2 separate regions of the Rattus norvegicus genome follow, and region 2 is linked to region 1. The links are chromatin contacts, called in public Hi-C maps. All regions are on one chromosome and are shown on one strand. The core of a region is the stretch at or near the end of the contact, and the rest is flanking DNA. Distances in the headings are between cores, read along the strand shown. Region 1 has its middle 190 kb from the start of Rpl15l3. Region 2 has its middle 31 kb from the start of Rpl15l3.

What was found. Hi-C and Micro-C count contacts between places; a contact is called where the count stands out from the background.
Region 2: a Hi-C map of the A7r5 cell line shows a contact between it and region 1, with 1.7 times the contacts expected there. The contact joins two enhancer-like sites. A contact is called at or near these places in 3 of 12 Hi-C or Micro-C datasets (the A7r5 cell line, the Rat2 cell line and mammary epithelial cells).

Annotation. Positions count from the first base shown.
Region 1 is chr18:50,275,769-50,279,572 of GRCr8, forward strand. No RefSeq gene overlaps it. Among named protein-coding and RNA genes, the nearest start is that of Rpl15l3, 190 kb to the right of the region's middle. Within about 2 kb of position 1,588, at least 20 of the 93 cell types and tissues checked have an H3K27ac peak or open chromatin away from gene starts, as enhancers often do. A contact at or near this core is called in the A7r5 cell line, where this site is marked.
Region 2 is chr18:50,498,984-50,502,704 of GRCr8, forward strand. No RefSeq gene overlaps it. Among named protein-coding and RNA genes, the nearest start is that of Rpl15l3, 31 kb to the left of the region's middle. Within about 2 kb of position 1,423, at least 55 of the 93 cell types and tissues checked have an H3K27ac peak or open chromatin away from gene starts, as enhancers often do. A contact at or near this core is called in the A7r5 cell line, where this site is marked.

The sequences.
Region 1 (3,804 bases), core at 338-2,837:
CTGGGTGGTACTGAATACAGTTGTGTCTCGTGTTTGTGCCCACCTCACCCCACTGCCCAAAGCCACAACTGAGAGACAGGGGCACCTGTTCTATTCACTTTGTTCTTTTGGATTCCAACAGGAATCTAAGCCAGAGAGATTGGGAGCACGTTAGGACATATTGGCAAGACCTTTAGTGGGAATATTTATTTTCAAGTGGAAATAGTAGGGGAAAGATACAGACACATCTAATTCAACACTAAATCCTCAAGGCTCATGGTTTGAGTTGAAGGTCTGCATGTGTGGTTGCTGCCTGGTTGACCTTGGGTCACTACTGATCTGTGCTCACAAGCTCACTGACTTTTACATATGCAAATCCACTTTGATTATTCTGATCCAGGCAACAATACCTGTGGCTGTCACCCAAAGTTACCATGGAGATTAGCAGATGTTGGCACTTTACAGAGGACTTTCCTGAACCAGGAGTTTGTCACAGATAAGAAAAAAAAATCTGAATAGAACACTAGTTGAAATGACCTCATAAGTCTCTAATGCCATACACATGTTGGAAAAAAATGGTGGCAGGGCAAAAGCAGTCACCAGCTGTGCACGGCAAGAGAGGTGGGGGCAAAGCCACTGACACCACCTCAGGACTCTCTGTCTTCAATGAGACGTTCTGGTTTGTCTATTGAGTCACCACCTAGAGCTTAATGGGAAAATATCCATTGTCCAAAAGGGTGGTAGAAAAGAGGAAATGACATATATTCCCATGTACCCCCACCACCCTGGAAACTACTCAGCATATTTTGATGGAACCAGAAAATGTGCCAAAGGGAAAGATGGGATTTAAGAGAATTTTTAGAGAAGAACTAAACAGTACCTAAAGTCCTGAGCCAAGTTCCCCAGCGGGGCAGCCATGGGGGTAGGTCACTTCTCCATGGTTATGGTCATCTGGTTTTTTTGTTTTGTTTTGTTTTTTGTTTTTACCAACAATTTTGTATCAAAACTGTAAGCTTCAAATAACTCATTACTGCCTTCATAACCCGCACAGCTTACCTAATCCTCTTTTACTGAAGTTATGCAAAATACACTTACTCCATAAATGTGTTGAGCATTGTAGAGGTCACAAGCAGGCCTTTGCTCTCTATTTAAAGAACTGCCAAAATAAATACAAGAAAATTTAAAGGGAATTCAGCTGTGAATTGGAGTAACTGTATTTTGAGAAACAGTAAGTATGAAAGTTACCTAAGACTGTGATTCTGTCTACAGAAGTGGCTTGAAGGCTATACTCATGCTTGTGTGTTTGGGAACAGAAATGAGAACAGGATTTTCATGTGTTTAAGCCACAGAAGTCTGGGTCCGGATCAGAGGATTTCCAGAAACCTTCCTTTGAATGTTCTAGCTTTCTTTATCCTCCATGGGGACAATGTGTGTGTTTCAACGCTATTCATGGCAGTACAAACTCAGTGCTGGTGTGAATACTTAAGCAAAATCTCCCCAGAGAATTAAAGAGCATTATTTCTAATCCCTATTGGGCACCTCATGCCGACATCAACTAGCCAGAACTTGATGATGGAATGAAGTTCTTAATAGACTTTTCGTCAACAAAAGAAGTTATTTTCTCTGTGGAATTCTGTGAATGAGTCAGTCAGAGTTACCCTCTGAGTTCTGGTATGGCTACCACAATGACTAACAATGAGGTGATGTACTTTTAAGAGAAATAGTAGAATTTTCATAATTTCTCAGCCAAGTCTCTGAAATGTATTATTGGATTGCTCAGTTAAACATTCAGTTGTCTTCACTTAAAAGGGGTGAAGGCACTGGATTTACTGCTGTCAGAAGGAGATTTTCCTCAGTAAAATGTCAGGATTTAATTCCATGTAGGCCAACGGGCTGTCATTTTTATGACTTGGGGCTAAAAATGTTTTTTAGCAGCAGAATGTCCAAGGGAGCTGGCGGTGCCTACGTCACCTGTGTCTCTGCGTGTCTCCAACTGCACGAGAGACCAAAGTTGCTAATTTGCTGCTGACCACATAGAATAAGTTCCGCACTACACGTTAGTGACAAAATAGTGCATTTTCCAACTTAGAGAGTATAGACGTGAACATCTTATTTAGCGTTAGAAGAAAGACTTGAGTCCAGGTTGAGATGACTTATCTTAACAGGGTATGGCACCCATTGGTACAATTAAAATGATACCAAAAATCAATCTACTGAACAGTTAATATGAAGATCTTCCAATTCCAGCATCAGTCTCAATTATTGGTGTGGGTGATGTGAGTCATGGTGAGCTTCAACTATTTTATAAGATCCAGACGCTTTTCAAATTAATAAATGCCCACCTTCAGATTTTATCATAGGGAGTACTTGGAAAATTCGTGACTATTCCACAAACAATATGATTCATCTGTCCTTTTGTTGACAGAGTGTAGTTATACCTAAAAAAGCCACAGTAGGCCAGTGAGATGGCTCAGCGGGTAAAGTCAGCTGCCACCAAGCCTGACAACTTGAGTCCTATCAAAGCCCATATGGTAGAAGAAGAGAACTGATTCCTACAAGCTCTCCTCAGACCTCCATATGTGCACAGAGGTACAAGTATGCATGTGCACACAACCCCTCACTAACCACCCAACTAAAGAAAGAAAGAAAGAAAGAATAAATAAATAAATAAATAAATACATGTATTTTTAAAAGATCAAATAAAAAATTGTGTCACTAGGTTTTAAACTTTCTTCTCTAGAATTTTCTTGCTAAGGAATTCTAAAATCAGGAGGGTAGAAATCTCTTGTCCCTACTTACGTCAGCTGTTTGTCTGCCATCTTTCCTAAGAAGCATGAGTATGTAAGAGTGAACCAGGAGGCACTGACAACATATTATTTTCGCCCCGGATTGATTTGGTTCTTCATCTTTATGTACTAAAAGAAACATGACAGGGAAACAAATGTCCTTGTATTGTTTACATTTGAGGTTTAGAGAAAGAGCAACCGGCAGATTTTCTGTAGGATCCATCTATCTGTCACTGTGTTTTATTAAATGCAGCTGCAGCTGAATCAAAAGGAGGAGAAAAAGGGAAGGAGTAAAGTGGCAAAGATTGCTATAAAAATAGCAAGGGGGAGCGAATTCTCTGGAGTGTGAGAATGGGCCAAAGACAGCTGTGAGCAATATCCCTCTGTGTTTATGAAGCGTGAGCCGGCTCTGTTGCCACATATGAAAGAAATTATGAGCACTAAGCATATTTTGTGTTTTGGCATTGTTTTCAAATAGAATTCTCTGAGATTATGAGACACAAGCCACACAGTGAACAATAAGATCCAAGCTACGTCATGATTAGGTCATCACCACCGTCCCCTAGCCTCATATATACAAAGCTTAGCCCCCATCAGCTCCTCTTGTCCACAAATGAAAGCCCAAACCCAGATGATGATTTAATAATCCCAGTCATCTGGGATCTCTTTTGGCTATAACCTAATCCTTTTGGTCTCTCTCTGACCCCCAAGGAAACTGACTCTTCCATAAGCAGTTTCCTAGTCTTCTTGTCAGGGTGCTAACATAACATTGTGAGTTCTGGCCGCCTGGCTTTTAATTACCAATGCCCCTTACCATCTGGGCAATGCTATTGTTACTGTGACATTGATTATATCTTACTTTGAGAAGCTATAGCCAAAAATTGGATCCGAGATATAAAAATTAGTTAGACGGGACTAAAATATTTGTAATCCTTAACTTTATGGTTTGAAAGAAGTATAGTTATTCTATCTTCCTATCGAGTAGTAGCATCAAAGATATGCACTACTAATCCCCTGAATTATTTTATCATCTTCGACG
Region 2 (3,721 bases), core at 173-2,672, 220 kb after region 1:
GCCTCTGACGGCGATCTGCCACCCAACCACCCCTTAAACCCCCCTCTACCCCTCCACCCCCACCTACCCCTACTTCACCATCCTTCCTTGTATCCCCCCTCCCAGAAACATCAAATCTTTACAGGATTGGGTGTATCCTCTCCCACTGAGGCCAGACAAGGCCCGTGCATGCTCCTTGGTTTGTGGCTTAGTCTCTGGGAATTCTGAGGGGTCCAGGTTAGTTGATACTACTGTTCTTCCTATGGGGTTGTGATCCCCTTCAACTCTGCCAATCCTTCCCCAACTCTTCCATAGGGGTCCCTAACCTCAGTACAATGATTGGCTGTAAGGATCTGCTGCTGATAGAGTCTCTCAGAGGACAGCCATGCTAAGCTCCTGTCTGCCAGCACATGGCATCAGTAGTAGTGTCAGGGTTTGGTGCCTGACCATAGAATGGATCCCAAGTTGGATGGGTCACTGGTTGGCCTTTCCTTCTACCTCTGCTCCATTTTTGTTCCTGCATTCCTTTTAGGAAGGAACAATTCTGGGCCCAAAATTTTGAAGGTAGGTTGGTGACCCCATCCTTCCGCTGGGCGCCCTATCTATCTATTGGAGGTGGTCTCTTCAGTTTCTATCTCCCCACTGTTGGGCATTTTGGCTAAGGCAGTCTTAATTGAGTCCTGAGAGCCTCTCATACCCCAGGTCTCTGGGACTTTCTAAAGCCCCGCCTCACCCCCTACCTCTCATCCCCCACAACTGCATATTTCCGGGTAGGGCCCTTCCCCTTCATTTTACCATGGTTGTTTTGCTCCAACCCCACCCTCCATTCCCCCCCACCCGGTCCCCAGACACGGGGTGGCAATCCTTTAACTCTGAGAGCACCTTAAAGGTGCACGCCACCGCTGCCCAGCCGGGTTTCTTGTTTTCTAAATACTTCTAAAAAAAACCCAAAAAGCCCCCAAAAAACTCAGGGGTCTACTGTGCATCAGGAGCTGGGCAGGGTGCCCGTAGGTGACGATAGCTTGTGGGGCAGGTTGCCCCTTCCCAGTCCAGGGTAGTGTTGAACATCCCAGAGCATACCGGCCAGTTTCCCAAAGCACTACCAGCTCCCTCCCAGAAGTCAGCAGTGCTGAGGCCGACAACCATTCCTGGCTTTACAGAGGGCTTGTTTACAGAACTAAAAGAGAATTCATGGCTGAGGCCTGGCTAATGGTCAGCTTGCAAGGCTTCACTTTGTTTTCTCTCCGGTAAGTTAACTGAGAGAAAACAGCATTTATGACTCAGAGGGCTGTGGGAAGAGGGAAGAAAATGACTGTGGTTAGTGACACAAACAATCATAAATGGCTTTGCCTGTCTTGTTTCTTTTTCAGAGTCAGAGAGAGACTGGACTGGCCAGTAATTATCATTAAACGGCTGTTTCATCCCGGTCTCAATCAGAGCTATTCATTCGGGTCATTCAGAGAGCCTTGGGCTGCAGGCATGTTAAGTCGGGGTCAGAGCCAGTGTGAATGGAAAAGGCCAGCCTTTTCACTCTGCATGTGTTAATGACCTGGGCTGAACATCAATGGCAAGTTTCCATGAAAAAGCCATCTGAGAATCTAACCTAGAAATAAATGGTTCTATGTAGAGCCGGCTGCCTTGTTTTTAATATTCGGTATTCAATGGGACTGCAGTTGTAAACAGCTCTCCATCCTCATTTCTCCACGAAGTTAATTTGCACTCTGCCAGCACTGCAGGCTTTTTGCATATGTTCAGGACAAGCTGCTATGTGCAGGACTGGAATGAATAATGTTTAGTAAAATCAATAAACCCTATTATTAGTCACTAAGGGGACTGATTTTATGTCTATAAAAGTAAAACAATTAGAAGCATATTAATGGCAGATTCATCATAGTAATATAATGGAGTCAAGTATGCTTGTCTTTGGGGAATCTTTAATTTACCATTCGGTGCTGAACATGGATTCAGCCAGAGAAATGGTATACACTATGTTAATGAGCTCTGGCCTTCGGTGATTCATGACCTGGGTAGAGACAGCAATCATAACCGTAAGGGGGACAAAGAAAACTTCATTCTGGGATCACTGTAAACCAGTCACGAATAAGCAAAAAGCCTGGGGCAGAGGAAGGCCAGTCAAATAGCCTTGTGGTTTTGGTCATGTATCTCTCCATATTTATCAGCATTTGCATGCATCTCTCCGTATTTATCAGCACACCCAATTCACTGCAGACGGAGAGTTAAGTATAGTCTAATGTGTCTACTCATAAGCTGTCTATTCAGCCACCTAAGTAGGAGTGATCAGAAGCCCGATAGGTGATAAGTGTACGGTCAGGATTTTACAACTGGAAGAGAAGACTGGCTTCCTGTGTATGATTTGAAAACTGTTGGAAAGTCTTCAGGGATCCCTCATGGTGCTCAGCCCTCAGCAGGAGGATGCTGCTTTAGCTGGAAGACAAAGCTGACCTGCATTTCGAGCTAGTGTTTTGGCAGTTACAAGGTTGGTCAGGAACTGGAGTCTCAGGAAATCCACCAACAGACAGGCTAGAAAGCACTGTTTGAACAGAGGAAACACAAGTGCTCTTAACTCTAGAAGACGGCACCAAGTCTTTAAGGAATGAAAAAGGATTTTTTTTTTTTTTTTTTTTTTTTTGGCGGAGCTTGAAACACACAAAAACTGCAACTGAAAGTCAAAGGAAAAACCATCTGAGAATGAAGCCAAGGGTCGCTCCTGAGCACGGACTAGACTTGGGAGCAAGTGGTTTTGCCAAAGCAGAGGGAGCATTGCTCTGCAGGGCCAAAATTTGTGAAGCAGTAGTAGGCAGGCTAAACAAAGGTACCTGAACAAGTTCTGCCCGCCAGAGCACGTCTTAGTGAGCTGGTGGAACTGCCTTGGTGATTGGAGGAAAGTCAGAGACTAGAGAATGGAATGAGATTGGAAGCCGAGCCAGCTCAAGGCTGTGTCGTGTAGCTCAGTGACATTTGCCAGGTGGGGGTTTGAGCCCCAGCACCACAAAGAAAAATTTAACCAACTCAAAGTAAATCCCCAGTGGAGGAATTCTGCATGAGTTTTTCCATCTCACTGTGGTGCTTCTCCCCTCAAAAATTCTCATGATCCCCCTTCTCAGTAATTTAGTGACATTTTCCCAGATCTAGTAGCCTTATAAACTCCCAGGCCTCCTCAACGAGTCCCCACTCTTCCTATCAAACAGTCTCCTCTGCGAATGAACTTTATTGTATGTTTGCACCCTCTACTAGGAGACTAGCGATCCACGAGTAAGGGAATTTGGTCTGTTTTGTTCGTTGCGATATATCCCAGCTTAGGATAGTGTGGGTGGCTCAATAGGTGGAAAGAAGAGCCGAGAAAAGGTAAAATTAGATATGAAATATCTATATATGTCAGTGACAAGTAGCTGACTTTTTTAATCCTTTTGCTTTGGTTTTTTTTTTTTCAAGAAAGGGTTTCTCTGTGTAACCTTGGGGCTGTTCTGATCTCAAACTCTGTACACTAGGCTGACCTTGAACTCAGAGATCAGCCTGCCTTTACTTCCTGGGTGCTGAGATTAAAGATGTATGCCACCACGCCCTGCCTAGCTTGACTCTTTTATGTGTTCTGTCAACTGTCCACATGTCACAAGACTTGCGTGTTCAGGCCTGGCATGGTGATACACAGCTTTAATAGGAACATTTGGGAGAGGCAGAGGCAGGAGGATGTCTGTGAGGTTCAGCACAACTGGGATGATGT